Linked DNA regions of Hordeum vulgare: region 2 is linked to region 1. The links are chromatin contacts, called in public Hi-C maps. All regions are on one chromosome and are shown on one strand. The core of a region is the stretch at or near the end of the contact, and the rest is flanking DNA. Distances in the headings are between cores, read along the strand shown.

Region 1 (3,408 bases), core at 505-3,004:
GGCTGACAAGGAAGAGCTTCTTTCAATTGGAGGAAGATTGGTACCTGTCAATTCAAGTTTAAGTAGTAGCATTCCCTTTCATATTATGTCTTTGTATGAAATTTCAGTGGGCGTTAGGAAAAGAATAGATTGTTTTGGAGCTAGGGTAATGTGGCAAGAGGATGTGCCGTGAGGAAGTGGTATCATTTAGTGGCCTAGCCAAAAGTTGTAGACTGGTTCTAGGTGTTTTTTTTCTTTTCTTTTTCTTTTCTAAAAAGGAGAATGACATTCGGCCTCTTCATCAGGACGATGCATGCAATCATTTCAATACATCAATCAATAAATCTAAAGTCATCATCTTGCTAACATTATCGCCACTCCTATCAACTTGATGAACAGGTCCGGGGTGTTAGATCTGGAAATAAGAGTTTGGAAAATGGTAGAGGACTTTAGCAAAAGGTAGTATCATTTATGTTACGAACAAGTGTTCTTTTTGTTTAAAAGCAGGGCAGGTGACTCCATGTTTTGGAGCGGCCCGTTACATGTGAAAAATACTTTTTACAAATGTTGTAAAACAAGAATTAGAATTAGAAAGGATTGAGGTTTTGAGAGGACTAGTGTATAGGGATGCACCACTGTATTAGCCATTCCCTATTTTGTACTCCCCCCATTTCTAAATATAAGTCTTTTAAGATATTTCATTACAAGTCTACGTACAAAGCAAAATAAATGAATCTATAATCTAAAATATGTCTATATACATCCATATGTAGTCCATTAGTGCAACCTCTAAAAGACTTATATTTAGGAACAGAGGAAGTATGATTTTTGCTTTAGTGAGGGAAGGAAAGTATGCTTTATGAGAAAGAACACAGATCACTGAAGCAAGCTGATGACAATGTCAATAAGTCTAGTAGATTTAAAAGATGATTTTTTTGCGGGGTGTTTAAAAGATGATGTTGTTTGGCCTCTTACAAAAACAAATGGCAGATTCACTGTTAGTTCTTTCTATTAGAATTGTAGTGGATGGATACCTCTTTCCCACAAAAATAACTGCGAAAAATAAGGTTTCCTTTGGGTATCAAACGATTAATTTGGCTGGTGGCTCATGATAGCATCCTTACTAGTGAGCGAAGTGGATCAGTTGTTGAATCGGTGGGTTCATGCTTTTGCTCGTGAAATGAAATGTTTGATCTTGGTTTGGATTGCCGTTGTTCTTTGGTCAATATGGACCACAAGTAACAAACCTCATGATTAGGTAGTGATTGTACAACTAGTTAGACACGGGCTCCATACGTCGTCTCAAACAAATTACGGAGGCGAGATGAAGTCTGCTGTTGTGAGCAACAAAATTGTTTGAGCAGGTGGCAAGGAGGGTCTTTTCTAGAACAACTTTATATTATTATTTTTGGAAACAAAGTGAGAAGTTTTTTTAAAACAGAGGCAAAAGATTTCCTTCATCTAATTAATTAAGAAGAGGGGGACAAAGTCTATTTGTTACATGACCAAGAAGGTCAATCAAAAACACGAAGAGATCACTCTTCCGGTAAAATGTTACCCAGGAACTAGCAAGGAGTTTTTTTAGCTAGCAAGGAGGTTTTTAGTTTTTTTAGCAATCTGTTTTTTTTTTTAGAAAAAGGTTGTATAGAAATCAAGGAGGTTTTCAGCGTAAAGCTGGAGACTGTCTAATGAGTGGCTCATGGCCCATGCACTCATGTCCAAGGTGGTCCAGTCCCATATCAGAGAAGTGCACGACATTGACAACGAGGAGGAGACAGGCACCCCTATGTCTCGCATTCAGCCAGACATAGGGAACCTCGCTGAAGGGTGCCGCGAATTGGGATGGTCCAGACGCACGGGAAACAACAACCTTGTTTTTTGTTCTTTTTGCTTTTTTAACTTTTTTTATACTTTCAAATATTCTAAATAAATATATTACAAAAATAACTATACATAAAAATTTTGATAAATATTGACCAAACATTTGGAAAATGCTAAACAAACATTTCAAAAATGTTAATCAGGCATTTGAAAAAGTTAAATGTATACAACAAAACCATGTATTGAAAAATGATGAATTTTTATCATGAATATAAAAATATTAATCAAGAATTTGTAAAAATGTCAAACAAGTATTTGAAAAATGTTAAATAAGCATTTGAAAAATGCTAAATGTGTTTAGACAAACTGTTAACCATGTGTTCAAGAAATATTAGTATTGTATTTAAAAATGTTAATCAAGCATTTAAAAATATTAAATGGGCATAAATAAAAATATTGAACATGTATTAAAAAATATTAATCTTGCATTTGAAAAATATTATTCAAGCATTTAAAAAAGTTTGAAAGTATGCATAGCAGACAAATTGACCATTGATTCAAAAAAAGTTAACCTTGTATTTAAAAATTATTAATCAAGCATTTGATTTATTTTTTAAATATGTATAGAAAAAATATTGACTAAATATTAAAAATATTTTGTATTGGCAAAAATGTTATACGTCTATTAAAAAATGTTTTGGTATAAAACAAATGTAGAATGAAAATCAAAAGAAACAAAGAAAACAAAAAAGTAAACAAAATAAACCAAATAAAATTATAATGAAAAAATGGAGATGAAAAACAAAAATAAAAGAAAAGAAAAACCCGGATAAAACCGGCTTGACTCGCTTCAAGTAAATCACACCCTTCTACTCCTACTTATCACGAACAATAGGCTGGTGCGGATGCTAGCATCGTTGCCTATCTTCCTCGAGAACATAGATCTAGCCTTTGTGTGGAAAGTCATATTCTACTCCCGAGCTCAAATACTCCTTTGTGAATAGTAAAATCAAAAAAGTAGTAAAATATTAATAAACTTTGACAAATATTTTACATGCGTATCTAATTCAGCACCAAATAATATTCCTGCAAGTTATAGCGAAAAAAACAAAATCAACAGTCTAAAATGTATCCGAAACTAGCATTTTTTGGAGCAGCAATTTTTTTTCTCCACGACTTCCACAAATGCTCTTTAGAGCTGAAATTTTGTAATCATACAAAACTTTTGCCAAAGTTTACCATAGATTTTTTACTTTATTTTTGATTTTACTATCCACGAGGGAACATATGAGCTCGGAAGCAAAAACTTCACTTGTGCTCCCTTTTTCCTTCTCTTAAAAAAGAATGGGTATTATTGGCTGGTTTACTATGGGGATTGGGAGAAGGCAAACCGTGTATGGTTTGATCCTAATTTAGATCTTTCTTTCTGGTCTTCTTTCCATCTCATTTCGTGAGCCGACCTTTCCTGCTGGAGGTGTGATTCCTATCTTTGAATCAAATTGGATTTTTTGTGTTAAAGTGAGGGGGGTGAGTGGGGAAGGAAGCTGACGGTTTTATTAACACTCACGCAACTCAACCTTGTCTAGAGAATAGCGTCATCAGAACGAT
Region 2 (3,442 bases), core at 298-2,797, 65 kb after region 1:
CTCGAGCACAGCTAGAGCCTCTTGGGTCTTCTTCATAGACAGAGTAGGATCAAGCTCTCTCTTATCATGTGTAGCATTGATCCTCGAAGTCCAGATCGCCGTCGGCATATTTGCAACACGATATCAAGAGCTAATTAATACATCGATCGAATATACACACGACCAAATTACTGAAACATGGGGTGGAAAAGAAGAGAAAATACGATTTAGGGCAAGCAGCAATCACTGATCATGATCACGAAGATGTCTGAGATGAGTGTGGGGAGAGGACTCTCTCTGCCTGCCTGCCTGGCTTCCCTCCGATCCGAATCACCCGCGTGTTGTCCCTGTCGGAGAGGTCAGTTCGAGGATCCTGACAAGCGGCGCATCTCATATGATCCGTGTAGCGTATATATGCAGCATAGCCTTTATTTCTTCTCTCATTTTTCCACAAGACGAACTTAGCTAGCTGATCTGGGCTCTCGTCTACGCACTCCTATGTGGCGCTCCTCCATTCTTTCCAGTATTATGTTTTTCAGTACACTACTATATCATTTGGTGGTGGTGTTAGGTGCCTACGAGGCTAACTTTTGTTTGAGCACGCAATTGCACAAGACGGAAGCAGTACAAATGTTGTAGTACTGCACTAGGGTTTGAGAGGCCTAATTGTACTTCAACTTGGACCAAAGGCATGCCTTTGAAGTGATTGCTCGTCCTCGTGCGTAGCAAAAGTCCAACAACATGTGGGTGATCTAGTCAGGTCGCCAACTTGTTGGAGGAGAGGGCCCGTCTTAAACACCAACTATGATTCTCCACACTGATATGGAGAAACTCGAAAAATAAGAAAAGAAACAATGGTCGGCAAAATGCCGAATTGGATCCCCGTGGAATGAGTTGCGAGTGAGAGACCTCCATTATAACAAGAAGATCGCAGCGGCTATTTCTCACCTTAAGCAATGCGCGAAGGCTCGATCACGCCAAGAATTATAGAGTTGGGGCATCTTGTTGTGCGCGCCCACGGTCTTAAAAAGAGAAAAGAAATGGGAACAATCAGGAATCGATCCCTAGTCTCCTCGTTGGTCAACATTTTCTTGTATACATATGTTCTATATTGTTCGAACGCTTATTCATTTTTTTTAAATGCTTATTGAACATTTTTTAATACTTACTCAACATTTTAAATACTTGTGCAATATTTTGAATACTTATTTAAGATTTTTCAGATAACTGGTCAACATTTTTTGCATACTTACTCAACAATTTTTAATACTTGACTTTTGTAAAATACTTGTTCAACATTCTTAATATTTATTAAAACACTAAATACTTATCAAACATTTTTTAAATACTTATTAAGATTTTTAATAATGATTCTACATTTTTTAATGTGTTTTATAATATGTTTTTATACATATGTAAAATATTTTAAAATATAAAGAAAGTACAATATATAGCAAAAAAAACTAGAACAGGAAAAAAAGGCCGCGGCCTCCCGTGCAGATAGGCCGGCCCATTTGAAGCCGAACATAGGGATGCCCCAGGAAGTCAGCATTTCACATAGGATAACTCACCTGGGCCGGCACATTTGCAGTGGCACCACGGCCGTGAGGTGAAAATTGGCATGAATAGGAGCACGTTGCCGCTGGGATCAAATATGTGATGACTATTGTTACGCAAGAGCGACTCTAGATCTGGTGCAAGATTTGCAACATGAAACTTAAACAAACTAACAGCAGTAGCAAAACTCAAACACCAGTTTGCAAAATTTCCAAAAAAGGGTGCATGCAAGGGATCAAACACAGGACGTCCCGCCAGTGAACCACGTCGCTAGACACTATAGTTACTCAGATTTGGTGTCTAAATTGGCAGGCCACTTTGTATGAACCATAAGCAGCGACATATCTCTTTGTTTTTGAAATTTTGACTGTTATTTTATTTTTGAAGAAAGTAAATATTTTCTGAAACGTGACTCTTTCCATATTTGTGAACATTTTTTTCAAAAGTCAAAGATTTTGAGGAAACGCGGACATCTTTTTAGAAAGTCAAACATATTTTGGGAAAATAGGAACAAAGATCCAAATAACAACATTTCTTTGAAAAACAGGAAAAAATTGAAAAAGCAAAGATTTGTGGAAATTACAAATAATTTTTGGAATTGCAAACATTTTTAAAATTCCAGAACTTGTTTTAAATTTGTGCACAAACTTAAAACATGAATATTCATTGAATTAGAGAAATATTTGAAAGCAGAACATTCTCTTGTATTTGTGCTCAAAATTTATAAATGCCATTTTTGGCAATTTTAAAATTATAGCTATTTTGAATTTTCAAATATTTTCTGTAAAACCTGTATTTCAAAACAGGGCCAGTTTTTGAACAGTTGAACAAATTTGAAAAAATGAGAACATTTTTAAAATATCTGATTTTTTGAGAACATAAAAAAAAGATGAAAAATAAAAGAAACAAAAAAACTATAAAATAATAAGAAAAAAGGAAAGTGGAAATATAAAGAAAAAAGAACAGAATGAAAACTAAATTGAAACATAAAAATAAGCCCTAAACAGAAGGGAAAAAAGATCAGTTAGAAACCTCTAGAAAGTTTTCAAAACCGTGATCGCTGAAAGCCCCACCCAAAATCTCTCACGTAGCCTTGACAATTTGGGACAAATAGCGGGAAATAAGAGAGCAACCAATTAGGTAGTACTCCTCTGAGAGCCACTGCAAGAGTCATTTTTCATGGGTTGAGAGCGCACCACTTGGTGAGCTTTCAGTCCCCGCCGAGTGTCGTGCTTTGAGCGTTTTCTTTGCCTTTTCTAGCAAAATTTATGCCCCTGCAAGAGTCCCCCTGGGTTTTTTTACATTTTGAACAAAAAAAGATTTGAAACCAATTTGGTGCAGAAAAACGTGATTTTTCCTTCATGAGTGACACATATTTACTTTTTCAGGGGCATAAATTTGCTTCTATTAGAGGCACAATCATGACTCTTGGAAAAAGAAGAAAAAAACATATTTTCCCTTTTGCAAGCGATATAGAGTTACTTCTCCTATTGGCACAGATTGGCTTGTGCCTCTTGAAAAAAAACATTTTTTGCGAGGGCGCATAGTCGTTTCTTATGGAGACACGGATTTGCTTTCGTGAGAACGGATTTCATTAAAAAAGAAGAAAAAATGTGTTTTTTTCTTCCGCGGAAGACAGAGATTTACTTATCGTGGAGATGCAGATTTGCTTCTACGAAAGGCACAAGTACATAACGCGGAAAAAAAATGTGCTCCCAGTTTGGGTTTTTCATCTGTTTTTTTTTCAAGAAAAAGTTTAACGAAATCTATTAAAATGATATTTAGTTTTGAAGATCTCTATCCAAGAAATCCAATTGTAAAAACGATTGAGATTTAGATGCAAGGTATAAGAGATACAACATTTTGAATAAATGAATTTATGAAAGAAAAAAAAAAGAATACTCAC

The links. Hi-C and Micro-C count contacts between places; a contact is called where the count stands out from the background.
Region 2: a Hi-C map of leaf shows a contact between it and region 1, with 2.1 times the contacts expected there. The contact joins two enhancer-like sites. A contact is called at or near these places in 2 of 6 Hi-C or Micro-C datasets (both in leaf).

The regions. Positions count from the first base shown.
Region 1 is chr2H:573,432,052-573,435,459 of MorexV3_pseudomolecules_assembly, forward strand. No RefSeq gene overlaps it. Among protein-coding and RNA genes, the nearest start is that of LOC123427390, 13 kb to the right of the region's middle. Within about 2 kb of position 1,755, at least 3 of the 3 cell types and tissues checked have open chromatin away from gene starts, as enhancers often do. A contact at or near this core is called in leaf, where this site is marked.
Region 2 is chr2H:573,497,529-573,500,970 of MorexV3_pseudomolecules_assembly, forward strand. No RefSeq gene overlaps it. Among protein-coding and RNA genes, the nearest start is that of LOC123427391, 26 kb to the right of the region's middle. Within about 2 kb of position 1,548, at least 2 of the 3 cell types and tissues checked have open chromatin away from gene starts, as enhancers often do. A contact at or near this core is called in leaf, where this site is marked.